Linked DNA regions of Mus musculus: regions 2, 3 and 4 are each linked to region 1. A link is a contact called in public Hi-C, capture Hi-C and promoter capture Hi-C data. All regions are on one chromosome and are shown on one strand. Each heading gives the region's core, a stretch centred on a gene start, on an enhancer-like site or on the middle of the called end of the contact. The rest is flanking DNA. Distances are from core to core; before and after follow the strand shown. Region 1 holds the start of Mtif3 (mitochondrial translational initiation factor 3). Region 2 holds the start of Urad (ureidoimidazoline (2-oxo-4-hydroxy-4-carboxy-5) decarboxylase). Region 3 holds the start of Plut (PDX1 associated lncRNA, upregulator of transcription). Region 4 holds the start of 4930573C15Rik (a long non-coding RNA gene).

The links. Promoter capture Hi-C pulls out the DNA fragments that hold promoters and counts their contacts. A called contact is a pair of places that touch in the nucleus more often than the background predicts. Capture Hi-C pulls out chosen DNA fragments and counts their contacts.
Region 2: a capture Hi-C map of macrophages shows a contact between it and region 1, with 6 times the contacts expected there. The contact joins the promoter of Urad here to the promoter of Mtif3 in region 1. A contact is called at or near these places in 23 of 39 promoter capture datasets (the 3T3-L1 cell line, 3T3-L1-derived adipocytes, the C10 cell line and 15 more), 4 of 484 Hi-C or Micro-C datasets (B cells, bone marrow-derived macrophages, liver and 1 more), 19 of 115 datasets of contacts at active chromatin or transcription factors (the 230-238 cell line, T-cell acute lymphoblastic leukemia, bone marrow-derived macrophages and 14 more) and 4 of 9 other capture datasets (adipose tissue, liver, macrophages and 1 more).
Region 3: a contact with region 1 is called in a promoter capture Hi-C map of hippocampal neurons, with 6 times the contacts expected there. The contact joins the promoter of Plut here to the promoter of Mtif3 in region 1. A contact is called at or near these places in 25 of 39 promoter capture datasets (3T3-L1-derived adipocytes, the C10 cell line, the HPC-7 cell line and 15 more), 1 of 484 Hi-C or Micro-C datasets (nephron progenitors), 10 of 115 datasets of contacts at active chromatin or transcription factors (craniofacial prominence, embryonic basal ganglia, embryonic forebrain and 6 more) and 5 of 9 other capture datasets (adipose tissue, embryonic stem cells, liver and 2 more).
Region 4: a Hi-C map of the G1E-ER4 cell line shows a contact between it and region 1, with 2.5 times the contacts expected there. The contact joins the promoter of 4930573C15Rik here to the promoter of Mtif3 in region 1. A contact is called at or near these places in 17 of 39 promoter capture datasets (the 3T3-L1 cell line, 3T3-L1-derived adipocytes, the C10 cell line and 11 more), 2 of 484 Hi-C or Micro-C datasets (the Ba/F3 cell line and the G1E-ER4 cell line), 5 of 115 datasets of contacts at active chromatin or transcription factors (acute myeloid leukemia, embryonic limb bud, embryonic stem cells and 2 more) and 3 of 9 other capture datasets (adipose tissue, liver and pancreatic islet).

What each region holds. Positions count from the first base shown.
Region 1 is chr5:146,961,974-146,966,073 of GRCm38.p6, forward strand. Mtif3 (mitochondrial translational initiation factor 3) reads right to left here and starts at 1,824. Exons shown (of 4, transcript NM_001256102.1): 1 at 1,750-1,824.
Region 2 is chr5:147,320,698-147,324,797 of GRCm38.p6, forward strand. Urad (ureidoimidazoline (2-oxo-4-hydroxy-4-carboxy-5) decarboxylase) reads right to left here and starts at 1,743. Exons shown (of 2, transcript NM_001039678.2): 1 at 1,460-1,743. The coding sequence starts at 1,634.
Region 3 is chr5:147,269,079-147,273,178 of GRCm38.p6, forward strand. Plut (PDX1 associated lncRNA, upregulator of transcription) reads right to left here and starts at 2,443. Exons shown (of 6, transcript NR_038157.1): 1 at 2,142-2,443. It overlaps Pdx1 (pancreatic and duodenal homeobox 1), which reads left to right and starts at 1,019. Exons shown (of 2, transcript NM_008814.4): 1 at 1,019-1,569. The coding sequence starts at 1,161.
Region 4 is chr5:146,702,174-146,706,273 of GRCm38.p6, forward strand. It overlaps 4930573C15Rik (a long non-coding RNA gene), which reads left to right and starts at 1,664. Exons shown (of 2, transcript XR_868703.2): 1 at 1,664-2,014.

The DNA.
Region 1 (4,100 bases), core at 574-3,073:
TAAGGGTTTTACAAATGTAAAATTCTGAAGACTTCTGTAACACTAATCTACTTATTTCTCTAGTTTTGGTCAAACCAAAATCTCCAAGGTTCTCACTGTCTCAAACGGCAATGAGTGCCAAGTACAGCTCACACATGTTTTGATAATTCAAGGCCCCAGCAGAATATCAACTGCAACGTTTTATGGTTCCCACCGTCTTCTGCTCTTAAAACTTTTAATACAGGCAGGCAGTGGTGGCGCACACCTTTAATCCCAGCACTCGGGAGGCAGAGGCAGGTGGATTTCTGAGTTCAAGGGCAGTTTGGTCTACAGAGTTCCAGGACAGGAGGGCTACACAGAGAAACCCTGACTCGAAAAAAAACAAAAACAAAAAACAAACAAACAAAAAAACCTTTCAATACTTTTCTGCTAACATTCTTCAGTATGAACCCAATTAGAGTATCTCTAAGCTGTAATGTATTACAATGTTTTATTTTTAAAATTGCTACTTGAGTTCCAAACTTGAGTTTCCTAATACAATATCAACAACAACAGTAATAATAAATAATAAATTATGGCTTGTGATTAGTACGGGAGTTCCAATAATTTCTAAAGTGAGCCTAAACACACTAACACTATTCATCAGTGCAGCCTTCACAACACTAAAAATTATGAAACTGTATCAGTTAACTCGGAAACGTGTTGACTATGCTCACAGCCTACACTATCTAATACTAAGCAAAGATTCAGGGCCAGCCAGATGGCTCAGTGGGTAAGGGTGCTTGTGTGTCTGTCTGCCTGTCTGTCTGATGTGTCTGGGCACCCATGCCATGGTGCCAGTGTGGAGGTCAAAGGACAACCTTGTGGACTGAGTTTTCTCCTTCCACCTTTAGGTTCCAGACACTGAACTCTGCCTTGCCTACTGAGCAGCTCTTCAACCTAATGATACTGATTTCTTTTTTCTTTCCTTCTCTCTGAGACAGGATCTCACTATGGAGACCAGGCTGGCCTCCAATTCACAGATCAGCCTGCCTCTGCCTCTGCCTCCGAGGGATAAGGCTTTATTCCTGACGGGATATGGCCTGACGGGAGCTTATTTCTACCACTTATTTCTTTACTTTTTTTCTGAATCGTTACACTTCATAATCACAAGCTCACATTGACATATTGAGGGCTTATATTCACTCCCGAAGGAAAGGATGGGTTCTAGTAGAATCCATATTTTGCGAAAATGACGTTGGCTTCATCCTATGACTGAATTCTCTCACCTTCAATTCCGGAAGGAATTTCAAAAGTCCTGACACGGCGAGCGGTGCACGCCTTTAATCCCAGCACTTCGGAGGTAGAGGCAGGAGGATTTCTATAGGTTTGAGGTCAGACTGGTCTACCGAGTGCGTTTCAGGACAGCCAGAGATAAATAGTGAGACCCTGTTGCAAAAACATCAAAAATTAAAGGAAAAAAAAATCCCAAAACGCTCACAAGGGGTCCGCAGCAGACACGCCCACCAGGACGCCATGCCACCAGGATGCCAGTTGTCCTACGCCCCCACCTTGCCCCCCAAATCCGTGGAAGGAGCGTGCGCGCGCACACAAACAGCGAAACTGGCTAGGCTGGCGAGCAAGTGATTATTGGCAGCTCGGCAACTGGTCTCGACTCCGAAGGCTGGTGCTGCCGCCACCCCACGTCCACGGAGGGCTCTCTGCACAGAATGTTCCCAGGACATGCATTCCCACCTCAGCCCCGTCGCCAAGCCCTCACCTCAGCGTTACCTGGGCCGGGGTAGGCGAGCAGGAAGAACTAGCAGGTCCGTACCTGGACTCCGCCGGAGCACCGCGTCGGCTTCCGTAGCAGGCGGAACTTCCTGAGTCCCTTAAAGGGAGGGTGCAGCTGCGGCCTGCGGATTCCACTAATGGAATAAAGCCCTCCGACAAAAAAAAAAAAAAAAAAAAAAAAAAAAAAAAGAATCGTGCAGCAGGCCTGAGTGAAACTGAGAGATTTGCTACTAACCTGCTGCTCCAAAGGCCAAGTGAACGCTAAAATATAGAGTCCCTGGAACAGTCACTGCATCGCTTCCGCCAGTTACATTAATAATGTTGAATAATGCCTTCTACAGTGCTAGACAACTGCAGGGCGGTGTTAAACTATTGCCACCTGCGGATCTGGTTTAGTGGAAGCTCTAGCTGGGTAGCAGGGTGCAACCCTCGCTCTCAAGATTGCTCTCTTCTGAGAAAAAGAGATGGATTCAGGTTCGATTACTGTCAGAACTGGGAGAAATCATAACAGACCACCCACATGTGGGATGATTGACCGCATTGGCCAGAGTCAGGCAAGAGGATGGTCAGAAACTTCGAGCCCCTGGGTGTTGCACTTTCAGGCTATTGGGGCCCTGCACCCTTGTTACCAAGCTGTTGACTGTCCCCTACTTTGGCGTTAAGTCCCTGCTTTTCCCCATTCTTCAACAGGGAACTCCTTAGAGAAGCCGCTGAATGTCCCTCATTTACAGACTACGTGTCTATAACATATAATTTATACATCTTGTCTTGTTTAATCCTCACCAAATAACTCAATCAGGGTAATATCTGATTGCAACTATTACTGGTACATCAAAATACCATCCTTTTATTGCAGGTGAGGAACCTGGGTCATCCTTAAATAGCTTTAGAGCCGCATCCAAGTCTCCCTTTCTTCATCAGATCACAGCCTCTGGCCCATGAGCCTTGTATCTGTGACAGGCAAAAGCTGAAGCAATTCTTTATGATCCAAAGGCCAGGGCTGGGCTCTGCATGTCAGCCATTCCTAAGTGAAATGAAGAATTACAGATACTTTTTATTCTGCCAGCATTAGTCCTCCATGGGACGATAGAAGCATAGTTGTGCAAATAAAGTGTGGAGACCACCTCTTGGATAGACAGGTCCATAACAGTTGTAAGTGCTCACATTTGTGATAAAGTTTCCATAAGCACCACAGTTCTAAACACTTAGCCTGTATTGAGTTAGTTTAATCCTCAAGACACCCTCATGATACACTGCCATCACTACCCATTTTTAAAAAGATTTATTTATTCATTATATATAAGTACACTTCAGACACCCCAAAAGAGGGCATCAGATCTCATTACGGATGGTTGTGAACCATCATGTGGTTGCTGGGATTTGAACTCAGGACCTTCGGAAGAACAGTGCTCTTAACCGCTGAGCCATCATCTCTCCAGCCCCATCATTGCCCATTTTATAGATGAGGAGACTGAACATGGAGAAGATACATGACTCGTCCCATCATTACACCCTGATCAGAATCAAGAATGTAAAAAGAAGTCTGGAGGGATAGCTCAGTGGAGGGATGATAGCTCAGTGGAGGGATGATAGCTCAGTGGAGGGATGATAGTTCAGTGGTTAAGAGGGTGTTGCTCTTTCAGAGAGGCTGGATCCTGTTCCCAGCATGCAGAACTGCCTGTAACTCCAGTTCCAAGAACCCCAGTGGCCTCTTACTACCTAAAAGGTGCTTGCACGCACATGGTGTACACACAGAGATATGGGCACACGTATACATACATAAACATAAATAAAAATGATTTTAAGAAGATTTTTAAAGAGAATGAAGGGGACTGGGGAAATAATTCAGTGACAATGACCAAGAACTCTTATAAGCTACAAGGTTTCATTGGGGCTGCCTTACAGGTTCAGAGGTTCAGTCCGTTATCATCATGGCAGGAAGCACGGCAGCCTGCAGGCAAGCATGGCCCTGGAGAAGGAGCTGAGGGTTCTACATCTTGATCTGAAGGCAAACAGGAGACGACAAGCTTCCTGGCCACTAGGACCAGGGTCTTAAAGTCCACACCTACATTGACATACTTCATCCAACAAGGCCACACTTCCAAATAGTGCCACTCCCTGGGCCAAGCATATTCAACCCACCACCCAGACTGTTTGTTTTATGTATTTCTTATGTAAGTGTAGGGCCTAGTACCTGCTAGCACTGAGTTAAATCCCCAACCCCAGAGCAAGAATACTTACTTAGCATGAGCAAGGCCCAGCTTCTACCCTCAGTACTGAAAAATAAGAGGGGGGGGGGGGAGAAAGAGAAAAAGGAAACCTGACCCAGTCTGGTGTTACAACCCTCT
Region 2 (4,100 bases), core at 493-2,992, 360 kb after region 1:
GGAACTCAGTCTGTAAAACAGGCTGTTCTTGAACTCAGAAATCTGCCTGCCTCTGCCTTCTCAGTGTTCACCACCACTTCCCATTAAGGATTTTTAAATGACCCTTCAAATACATTGAGACTCTCCTCTCCTCTCCTCTCCTCTCCTCTCCTCTCCTCTCCTCTCCTCTCCTCTCCTCTCCTCTCCTCTCCTCTCCTCTCCTCTCCTCTTCTCTCTCTCTCTGTTCTAGAAACATTGTGAAAAAGATTGAGTACATCTTAGTGGTAGAGTGCCCAGGATAAGCAAGAAAGACCCTGAGTTGATTAGTTGATTTGCAAACATACATACAGATAGACAGACAGATAGACACACACACACACACACACACACACACACACACACTTAAATTTCACATATTTGAGTGTTTTGTTTGCATGTATGTCTGCACATCACATGTGTCCTTGGTGTTTACGGAGGCCAGAGCAGGACACCAGATCCTGGAGTTAGACGCCTTTGCGAGCATCTTTGGGGGGTGGGGAATGTGTGCTTAAAATTGATCTCCAGTCCACTGGAAGAGCAGCCAGTGCTCCTAACTGCTGAGCCATCTCTCCAGTCCTCAGCTTGATTTTATAACCTGGACCTGTGCTCTTCCTCTGTAAGTTCTCATAGGCAGCCATACAGAGGAGTCTGAGAATCCACAGAGTGTCACAGCCATACTGAACGCAGCTGCGAGTGCCTGCTCTGTCCTGAGACCACCCTCCTGACCGAAGACTAAGAACAGTCTCAAGGGCAGGTGACTCCTACCCTCTGACTTTGTTCCCCAAGGGCATGTCGGGTTTATTCTCAGAACCCATAGTAGCCTATGAACAGGGACTATGTACCTTTGGACCTTCGGCCGCTGTGCCATCCTGAATAAACCTCTACCCCCTCTTCTCCCCACCCTGTGGCCCACTCTCCCCAGAAAACATTGCTTTGCTCCCATTTTACTTCTCTCTGCAAAGAGTCTTGGGATCTAAATGAATGCATCCTTGTCTGGTCCAAACCGGCCCTTTTTTTTTGAAAATCGCTCAGCGCTTCCCGTTCCTCTCTGGGGTCCCTGGGAGGTCCTCGCTATCCTCTCTTTCATCCAGGGCATTGCCAAAGTGGGCCTTCAGCTTCTGAGTCACCAAGGCCTTTGCCCTGTTCCCATTCTTGACCTCCAATAGCCCTGGCCGTCCTGGAACTCGCTCTAGATCAGGCTGGTCTCGACCTCAGAGATTGTCCTCCCTCTGCCTCCGCTGTCCTCGGCCATCCATGCTACCTTGCCCATCCCGCCCCCATGTTCTTGTGTCCACCTTCAAGAGACTAGCGTTTGAAAGGATGTCTACTGATCCTTCTAATAATCCCGGCTAAATAACTGAGTAAGGAGGCTAAAGTAATCTAAAATATTTTTATATACAATATTGAAAATGACTTCGCGCACACGGTCCTGAAGTCTTACCTGATCTCGGGAGAGCATCAATAAAGGCAAAAAAGTGATTTTCTAAGTCTTCCAAGCCAGAGAATGGACGCTGGGACCAGACAGCAGCGGCAATCAGAGGGCATTTCTCAACAATGTTCCCAAACACATCCACAAATTCTCCGAAGTCCATGGAATTGACCTTCACCATGTCCATGGCTGATCCTGGACTGGAGGCAGTGTTCTGCCCTGCCTGTGGTCCGCTCTCATCGAGCGAGTGAGCTAATTCCTCCTCATGGGTTGTGTTTGCTGAACACACATGCTGGCCCTGTGCAAGGGCAGCTGACCCTGGTTTAAATATCTCTGGGAGGAGCTTATCCAGAACGGTCCTGCGATGAGAAACACAGGTTTAACTGTTTTGTTGGTGGTAGGGGTAATATGTGTGCTGGAGACAGAACCCAGGGTCTCACGCATGCTCGAGGAGCACCCGAATACTGAGCTATCCGCCACCTCCGCTTAAGGCTATGATCAGGAGAGCAGAGACTTCTGCAGAAAGAATGATTCCACCCGAGGCATTGCCATAACAAGAGGTGGCGGCGGTGGCCGTATGTAATGAGACAGACACTTGGTGCCATTACCATCTTGTCTGTGTGCACGTATGCTTTTACCTGCATGTAATCTGTGTACCACATGCAGACCAAACAGGTGGCCCTGTGACCTGCCTGGATTACCAGGACAGTGTCCTCAGGGACAACCCTGGTTCTGTCCCCAGCACCCACACGGTAACTCACAAGCACCTCATCTGTCCTTGCTGTTGCTCTAGAGCACAGGCACTGCGTTTTAATCTTTCTTTGAACTCTAAATGCTTAACACCACATAGACTTAATTAGTGTAAACAGAACAGGGTAAGGTGCCTCTGGTGGAGTGTGCTATCTTCTCTCGTTTAAAAAAATATTTTTTTAATTAGGTGTATTTTGTATGTGTACAAGCGTGTGTGTGTGTGTGTGTGTGTGTGTGTGTGTTTGTGCCCAAGAAGAGAGGGTTGAATCTGCCTTCCAGGTTCTCACCTTGAGTTCTTGGCTTGGATTCTTTCAACAACAGCCTATAAACTATAAACTGAAACAAACCTTTGCCTTCCCTAGATTGTTTTTGGTAAGTGTTTTATCACAGCAGCAGTTTATCTAAGGCTGTTACTGGTGGTGTTCTTCACGGGGTAGGGGTGGGGTGGGGGATGGAGGGGGGAGCGGGGAGGGGAAACAGCCTAGAAAAGATTAGAAAGACCACAGACCACAGCAAGGGGGTGGGGTAGGGGCATGCGCCACAAAGAGAGGCGCCCCTGCCCTAGTGTGTGGGAAGGAGAGGGGCTCTGATCTCAGGAGAACTCAGTGTGGGACTAGGAACAAGCACGAAAAGCGCTCATTATCGCGAGTCCAGAAACGATTGCACCCTGGACAAATTCTCCCCAAAGACGCCTTGTTTTCCTTTCGCCCAATATTTGCCCTTCTAGGTACCAAGGGGCAGTAACAAGTCAAACCTGGTGTTTGACACTCTGTTTCGGAAACTGTGGTGCTCGGGCGCCCCCTGCTGGTACAATCACTATAAAGCACTGCTTGAAGGGGTGGCCTTAGCCTACAGGCTAAAGGATGTTAAAGGGGGTGAAACCTTGTAAAGTTTTCCCCATCCGTATTGGCATGTCAGCCGGTGATGTCATTATACAGGTCTGGACAACTATGTTGGTGAGATTAGACCGGTGAGACTTCCCTATTCCTGTCTAAAAGGCACTATCTAGCAGCAGACATTCTGGTCGTCTCTGGCTCCCCCCCCCCCCATGTTATTGTTGTTGTTGTTGTTGTTGTTGTTGTTGTTGTTGTTCAAGACAGGGTTTCTCTGTATAGCCCTGGCTGTCCTGGAATTCACTTTGTAGACCAGGCTGGCCTCGGACTCAGAAATCGGCCTGCCTCTGCCTCCCAAGTGCTGGGATTAAAGGCGGGCACCACCACCGCCCGGCGTATTTATTATTTTTTAATGATTTATTCTTTTATGTGCATTGGTGTCTTGCCTGAATGTGTGTCTGTTACAGACAGTTCTAATTATTCACTCTACATCCCAATCACAGGCTCCCCTCACATGACCTCTCTCACCATTCCTCTAACCCCACCCCTACATCCTACTCTTAAAATCTTTCCACAGCCTCAGTCCTGATGTTCCCTGGGCTTTGAGTGTAGGGATTGCATTGTAGACTTACCAGTTGGGGCTGAGCATGCCACAGTCACCTAGTCTCTGCATGATGACCATGTGTAAAGGCAATCGAGGCTGAGAGAGAGAGAATCGGCATTCGGTGGAGAGCCCCGTGTTAGGCTATCCAATCCCGAGTGTCAGCCCTAACGACATGATCACAAGAACAACACTAAATGGGCCCACTAGGGTGTGTGTGTGTGTGTGTGTGTGTGTGTGTGTGTGTGTGTGTAAAACAGTAATTATGGAAGATGTTAGTCATGAACTTGATAAGCAGTTGTGGGAAGCATAGGGGGAGTTAGAAGGGAAAGAAAGGGGGGTAGATTTCAAATTTCTGAAAAAAAATTTTTTTAAAGGGAAGACATGGCAAGTAGTACCCTAGTTATGGCCCAGCAGGCTGCCTCTTGTGGTATAGTCAATAAACTTTTCCTAAGAAAGAAAAGAAGGT
Region 3 (4,100 bases), core at 1,193-3,692, 310 kb after region 1:
CCTCAATATGCAGCATTTTAATCGCGATTTCTGCGCACCCCACAGCCTTGCCCAGCTGCCTGCCCTGTTTCAACAACATGAAAAATGGGTTTTCTGTGCGGGGGGGGGGGGACGGGACGACTAGAGACTAGAAATTCCACTAAAGACGCCAGGATGGTCACAGATCTGAAAACCCGGTGCCAACCCCTTGCCCAACTGCTCAACCACAAAGGCAACACTTCTCTGTGCCTTCCGCACATTTGGGAGTGTGTTCTGAGTTAATCAAATAAGTTCCAATCCCCAAAATTAAATCTAATAACTTCAACTTAAGAAAAAACATAAGCCACTGTGATTCCCCCCCCCCCAGACCTAACAGTCAGAAGGCTAGAAGTATAGGGAACGCAGATACAGATAAAAATAAAACGAAATAAAGGGATAGTTTGAGCAATAAAACAAAAAACGACAGCTTCAGGCTTACAGCGCTGAGTTCTGCAAGCATTTCTCAAAAACTGTATTTTTCAACAGTTGCACCCTAACGTTTTGCAAGTCATATTATTGAGCTGATATTTACATACATTATACAAAAATACAAGAAAATTAAAAGTTAGACGCTGTGCCTTACACCTGCAACCCCAGAACTGGGGAGGAAAAGGAGTTTGAAGCCAGCCTGGACTACATCTTGAGTTGCAGGCCAGCCAGGCTACAAAATTAGACCTCCACCCCCTGTCTTAAAACAAAACCAAAAACAAACAAAAAACATAGCGAGGGGGAAGAGGAGATGTAGACTTTTTTTTTAAGCTCATTGGGAGCGGTTTTGTAAAGAGTAAAGGTTCTGGTATTTTTGTGCGCCCCGTTTTGGAGAGCTCCACAGCAGCAAGCAGGGATCAGGCGACTGAGAGAGAAAATTGAAACAAGTGCAGGTGTTCGCGGGCACCTAAGCCTCCTTCTTAAGGCAGTCCTCCAGGCCAATGATGGCTCCAGGGTAAACCACGTGGGGTGCCCCAGAGCCTATGGCACGGCGGCCGGCTTGTCCCCAGCCAGCCTCTGGTTCCCCAGGAGAGCAGTGGAGAACTGTCAAAGCGATCTGGGGTGGCGTAGAGAGTCCGCGAGCCACCCAGCGCCTAAGGCCTGGCTTGTAGCTCCGACCCGGGGCTGCTGGCCCCCAAGTGCCGGCTGCCACCATGAACAGTGAGGAGCAGTACTACGCGGCCACACAGCTCTACAAGGACCCGTGCGCATTCCAGAGGGGCCCGGTGCCAGAGTTCAGCGCTAACCCCCCTGCGTGCCTGTACATGGGCCGCCAGCCCCCACCTCCGCCGCCACCCCAGTTTACAAGCTCGCTGGGATCACTGGAGCAGGGAAGTCCTCCGGACATCTCCCCATACGAAGTGCCCCCGCTCGCCTCCGACGACCCGGCTGGCGCTCACCTCCACCACCACCTTCCAGCTCAGCTCGGGCTCGCCCATCCACCTCCCGGACCTTTCCCGAATGGAACCGAGCCTGGGGGCCTGGAAGAGCCCAACCGCGTCCAGCTCCCTTTCCCGTGGATGAAATCCACCAAAGCTCACGCGTGGAAAGGCCAGTGGGCAGGTAAGCCTGGCTCTTTCTCCCTTTCTCTTTCCCTAGTCTGGACTTGGCTGCTACTGCCTTCAAGAACTCCCCCGGGCCTTTTCTCACAAGTTCCTCTGAAACCCGCAAGGATAATGCAGGCTTAGAATAAAGTCTATGCAAGCCAGTAAGTCCACTCATGTTGGCAGCTTGTTCTCCATTCAACACTCTTCCCTCCTTGCGCTTGTCCTGAGCCTTTCTTACCCTGGGAGCCAACTCCCACGCTGGAGAAAGAAGAGGCCTAGCCAGGCTCAGAACTCCCGAACTCTCTGGATCTTTCTGCAGAGAGGAACCTGGACTCCCGGACCCCAAGGGCCCCAAGCAAGTTATGCAAGATGTCTCTGATGATGGAGTCCCTTGGAAACCCTAGGCCCCTTCACTTCCCGGCTCTATCCTAGTGGCCTTATTAGAGAAACGGGGCCTCCTAGGGGCAGTAGGAGTAGGAGAAACACAGGAAGAAGGGAAAGGAAAATTGCGTCCATCCAGGTAGGCCCTGGAGTAGGATGAGGGGTGGGGGTGAACAGGGAGAGGCTGTACCAACGCGAGGTGCTCACCGGGAGGGTTGAAAGGCAGGTGGTTCACTCTCTCGGAGTCTGGCAGTTGGCAGAGGTCTCTGGGGTGCCAATTCTTTTTGAACCAACCCAACGTGTTTGAAGGGTCCTCTCTGGAGCCGCGTCCCAGGAAGCAAATATGCAGAAGAAGGGGCCTCCTCCCTGCTGTCCGGCTCAAAGAAGCAAGACACCCTGGCTTTCCTTAGCCCTAGGCGCCTGCTTTGTGATAAAGTCCTTCCTTCCAGCAGAGGCGAAGCGGAGCAAGCCCTAGGTCCCTTCCCGCCGGATGCTGGCAGCCAATTCGTGTGGGGGCCTGTGCCCGCCGCTCCACAATGTTATCTCTTCCGGTCTACAGCCACTTCTGGTCACACCTGGACTGCAAATAGCTGCTCTTTCTTTTGCTTTCCGACTGACTGTCGGGAGCAGGAGCGAAGGGTTAAGACGCTGGAGTTGCCATCCCCTGAGAATTCTCAACGTTGTCCTCCGGTCCTAAGGCGCCTGGTCTGACACTATCCCAGGAGCAGCCAAGCAAAGCTCCGAGAGAGTATGGGGGTAACGAGGTTCACCAAGGATTCAAGGGTGGAAAAAGAAGGGGGAAGGCTCCTTTAGCTAGTTCATTTTCTCACCGAGGAAAAAAACAAAAAAAAAAAAAAAAAAACAAAACAAAAAAAAAAAACAAAACAAAACAAAAAACCCTGACTTAAAACAGGCCCAAACTCTTGCTGGGGAGATCCTCCACCTCTGAGCAATTCCAAGCAGCTGGAGCAGGTAGGCCGCAGCAGAGGCCTCTCAAGGCCAAGACCAAAGGGCGCTGAGACCTGGCCATTGGGCTGCCCAAAGACAGACCCTCCACCTAAAGGGGGTTCCTTGCCAAGGAACCACGAAGCAGAGCCCCGGAGATTGATTCTTTCTGGCTATCCACTCCTGCTCTGGGCTAGGGTAGGAACAAGCCAGGGAGTTAAATCTGAGCAGAGGAAGCAGAAAGCCTTTCCTATGTTTGGTGAACACTTTGGAGACCCCTCCTGACTGTGAGATCTGGGTACCAGGATCCTTTGCGGATCCTTTCTGACCATCAGCAAGCAGGACTCGAGGCAGACTACCCCTCTCTTCTCCCTGTAGAAACCTGCAAAGAGCTCCAGCCGGCCCCACTTCAGAAGGACTGCAAGGTTTAGCGAACCCACCTGCGTGTGCTTCGTCGGTTCACAACCCCTGGAAAGGGCTTAATGGCTGAAGGGCTTATAGTAGGACTATGAATGCTAATGGCAATAACCGCTTATAAATAATTGGACTTAAAAGAACTTCATAATCCCTACTGGTGAGTTCTACTGAGCCCCAGAAAAGTCAGATCGAGCACTCTGAACATCTCACCAGCAGATTCTAACTTTAATTCCCACCCGTGGCTTCCTCTAGCTGAGCACAGGTTCCCTATAGTCTTTCATTAGGGCTTGGCAAAGTAGGCAGCTGAGGGCAGTAGTTGGAAGAATCTGCCAGTTGTTGGCATTTAAGATGTCTCTTTAAGGTTAGGTATCTTTCCTTTCCTACACCAGGAAAGGCCTGTGTGGTTTGGGGACACAGGTTTGTGTTCCTGAGGACACAAACTGCTTTCCAAAGAGTGGTCTGGGGACTTCACTTCAGCTTCTAGTGCCTCCCCAGTACCTGGGGGAAGACCCGGGGAGCAGATTCCATCCTGAAGATTAATCCCTTGCCCTCAACACACTCATTCACCTTTCAGCTCTTTGGAAACTGTCTCTCACCCCTGTCCTGAATCAAGTCGGCCTCAGTCTCTTCCACTGGGCTTTGCTGGAGAGCCTTCCATCCTGCATCCACACACAGTCCAGTGCAGTAGACGCTCTACCGAGCTGGGAAGAAAGGACCCAGACCTGGGAAACACTGGTTGGCTTCGCTGATTTCCCGGTGACTTGGGTCTGTTGCTTGCTTTAGATGCGGGTTTGCAGCAAGCAC
Region 4 (4,100 bases), core at 414-2,913, 260 kb before region 1:
CTGGGGATCGAACCCAGGCCCCCATACTTTTATAGCAAACACTTTCTTGACTGAGTCGCCTCCCCAGTCCCACAGCCGGTTTTGAACCCTGGTCAGATCGCACATCTGGGATGACCTGAGGTCAGAGTTGCTTCTTTCCACCATCTTAAACAAAAGGACAGCACCCAAAAGTTTCCCAGTACTAAGGTCTTGCACAGTACATGGAAGACAGCTGTGAATCCAGTCTTCCAACAGATCCCCCAAAAGTCAAAAATATCACCAGGAAACGGCCTGATACTGCTGGGGTAAGAGAGTCTCGTGATTACGTGAGCCCACCAACCAGCCGCTTACCACCATCCCTGATGGCTGGATGCCTGTCTGCCTTGATGGCTACTCAGACTCAGCCTGGCACTAGGGGTGCAACAGAGGTTATTTTAAGATATTATTTGGGTAAAGGCAAAGAGAAAAGGTGCTGTTTAAGGGGTTCCCATAAGCCCCAGGAATGGTATGAATGGTTTAAAGTGTCCAACGATCTTGTCAGTACCCTACGTTCAGAGACCTGCTTGGAGACCTGCTTCCCCCCTTTGCAGCTGCCAGACTTTCCCCTTTAACTGTAGAGAGTGGAATTTTTCTCACTCCCTTACAACCAAATGCACTACTAGGTACATAAGTGAGAGACACCATTGAAATAAAATAAGAGACCTCTGCAGGTCAAGGGGAAGACTTTGGGAGTCTCACTGTGTAACCCCCTGATAGTCTGGGACATGCTACGTAGAGCAGGATGCACTCAAACTCAAAGAGATCCTCCTGCCTCTGCCTCTCAAGTGCTGCCGTTAAAGACATTCAGGGTCCTCACCTGCCACACCATGGTTTTCTCGGTTTTCTCGAGGAAGGATCCAGATGCCCTTCGCTAGAGATCAAACTGACACAAACATGAGCTACCCTGCAGATTCCCCTGGAGACGTTTCAGTGTGCTTCCCGGGGCAGTTAGAGGACCTCAGAGATCATCTTGTTTGGATACGATGTAACATCTGTACCTGCAGCCCTTGTGATGTACCTAGGAGACTGATGTGGCTACAAAGTCTATTTGGTTCTCTTTTTTTTGGGGGGGGGGGTGGCGGGCTTCAAGACAGGGTTTCTCTGTGTATCCTTGGCTGTCCTGGAACTCACTCTGTAGACCAGGCTGGCCTTGAGCTCAGAAATCTGAAGAGACATGCCCTGTTCCAGCCCTGAACTGACTGCCTTAAAAATTTTTTTTTCTGGTCAATTCTGTCCCCCAAATCCACTTGTTCTAGGCCAAATGACTGAGAAGCAAGAGAGAAGGAAAAGCAAAGAAGGAAACAGCTGTCAATAGGACCATCTCTCACCTTTGCATCTGAGGGTTTTTTTTTTCATTATACATATGTCTAGGTTAAAAAAAATGATGTATCATCCCACAACTTATTAAAAAGAAGGGGGGAGTTGGTGGTGCTGGTGGTAGAGAAGGAGGAGGGGGAGAAGGAGAAGGGGAGGAGGGGAGGAAAGGGTAGAGGAGGAGGAGGAGAAAGAGGAAAGAGATGTATAGAAAGAGTATCCACAACACACGTGAAGCCAGTCACAGGCGCCACTCAGTCTGCAGCTGGCCCAAGTTTATCTCTGACCATCCCCCCGGCAGTTTGAAACATTACAGTTCACTGATAACCAGAAATGACTAAGCGCTAAGGCTGCTCAAATATCACCCCTGTAGCACCAATAAAAAACCCATAACTCCTGGCCTGGCAGAGAACTGTGGCCAGCACGCTGAGGAAGGGATGGTTATATTACCCAACCACGGGTTACAAATGGCTTTGTAATCAGTATCTTCCATACCCAGCTTAGCCCGAGTGGCCCTCAAGCCAGCACAGCCCCGTGGCAGACCAGAGGCCTTCCACTTCCTGGAAAGTGGATGTCTGAGAATTGATCATTCCTGGAGCTAGCTCTCTCAGAGCTCCGTTCCGTCTCCATTCAACCTGATGCTAACGACAGCAGGGTCTGGCTGGCCCCACTTCTACCATAAGTAAGAGAGTCACAGGGCAATGAGAATTTCTCAAGGAATCTGAAGGCCCCCTTCCCCAAACTAGGAAAGGGGCCACATGGCAGCTGGGACAAAGATTGCTGTAATTTTAAAAATGATTTTTATCATTATTTTTATATTATGTGTATGATGAAGGGGTGGTTTTATGTGTACAATTTTATGTGTACGATGAAGGGATGGTTATTTTACGTGTATGAATGTTTGCCTGTATGTGGCTATGCGCAACACATGCATGCAGTACCCAAGGAGGCCAGAAGAGGGCATCAGATTCCCCCTGGATCTGGAGATTAATATGGTTGTGTGCCAACTGAGAGCCAGAAACCCAACCCAGATCCTCTGTGAAAACAGCCAGTGTTTTTAACCACTGAGCCATCTCTCTGGCCCACATTGTTACTGTTTTAAAGAGTGGTGCCTAGGAGACAAACAAACGTAATTAATTTTTAAATCTAGGGCTAAAATGAGATGTGCAGATAGCCACTCCCATTGACCCAGGCCCAAGGGCTGATTGAGTACCTGGGTGAATCTGTCCTATGGCTTTGTTCCATGCTACCAGCAGACAACCAGTCAGTGATATTACTCAGTGGCTAAAAAGGATGGTCTCTCTCTCTCTCTCTCTCTCTCCCTCCCTCCCCCCTCTCTTTCTTTCTTTCTTTCTTTCTTTCTTTCTTTCTTTCTTTCTAAATTGGTGTCATGTGGATAGTAAGATGCACACATTCTAACAGAATGTTGTGTGTGTACATGTTTGTGCATGCAGCAGCCAGACAATCGTTGGTGAAGAGCGTTCCTGTGTCCTGGTGTCCCCATCCCCTTCCCACACTCAGTCAGTCAATCCCCTCAGCCTTTTGCTCCGACAGAAGTATTATCTGAACGTCTAGCGCTGTAGATTTGTGGTATCTGGTTTTAGAAGTTAAATAAACGTATTCACAGCCAGGGTACCCTTAAGTCTCTGGCTTTTTATCATTCAACATTATGTCTTTGATATCTTTGTGTATTGGCTGTGTATAGTGTTTCATTGATGAGTTGTTGTTGTTGCTATTATTATTATTATTATTATTATTATTATTATTATTATTATATTACTACATAAGGTCTTGCTATGTAGTCCAGGCTGACCCAAAATTCACAATCCGTCTGCCTCCCAAGAATTGCCAGGAGTCTGACTAGTCTCACTGTTTGGCCCCTCTAACCCTTACCGTACCCCACCCTCACATACCCACCCCTCCCCCACCATATAAATGATGCCCCGTTCTCCCACTCAAATCAGCACTTAATCTTGTCTATGATCCTGGCACACAGATGATATGACCCTTCCGCCACCCCTAAAGCTCCTCTGCTGGGGGCATCTTGTTTATATGAGGCTCAAGAATGTTGGCAGCGGCAGTAGATTCTGGGAAGCCTGTTGGGAAATGTTTTCCCTGAATGATTTAATCCCCAGCAAGAAACCAAGTTGGCTCTAGGGTCAAAAGCAATGACTATGTTTAGGTCTGAGGTTATTGCAGCGTTCTGCTCTCTCTCTCTCAGAGTGGACAGAGAGAGTTCCACCGCAAAATAGGTCATTGCAGCGTTCTGCTCTCTCTCTCTCTCTCTGTCTCTCTCTCTGTCTCTCTCTCTGTCTCTCTGTCTCTGTCTCTGTCTCTGTCTCTCTCTCTCTCTCTCTCTCTCTCTCTCTCTCTCTCTCTCTCTCTCTCTCTCTCTCAGAGTGGACAGAGAGAGTTCCACCGCAAAATAGAGGCCCAGAAAGTCAATTGGAACCCATGATACACAACACAGTGGCAAGAGATCCCTAGGTCAGGATGCCCGGAGAGCCCAGTGACAAGGACAGAGAGGGCAAGCTGCCCTCAGGGTCCAGGAAGGCGGCTTCCCCATAACCCCGCGCTGTGAGTATGGGAAACTAAAGACTTTTTAACTTTAAAGACAAAGGATGTGTAACTTCTGATAGCAACTCGCAACTGCATGTAACTGCCAAATCAGCCGGTAGGTGGCAGCATAACACCAATCATTCTCCACGGAGCAACCTGACTGGCTAAGAAATAGCTTCTCCCAGCCAAAAGTCAAAAAGACCTGAAGG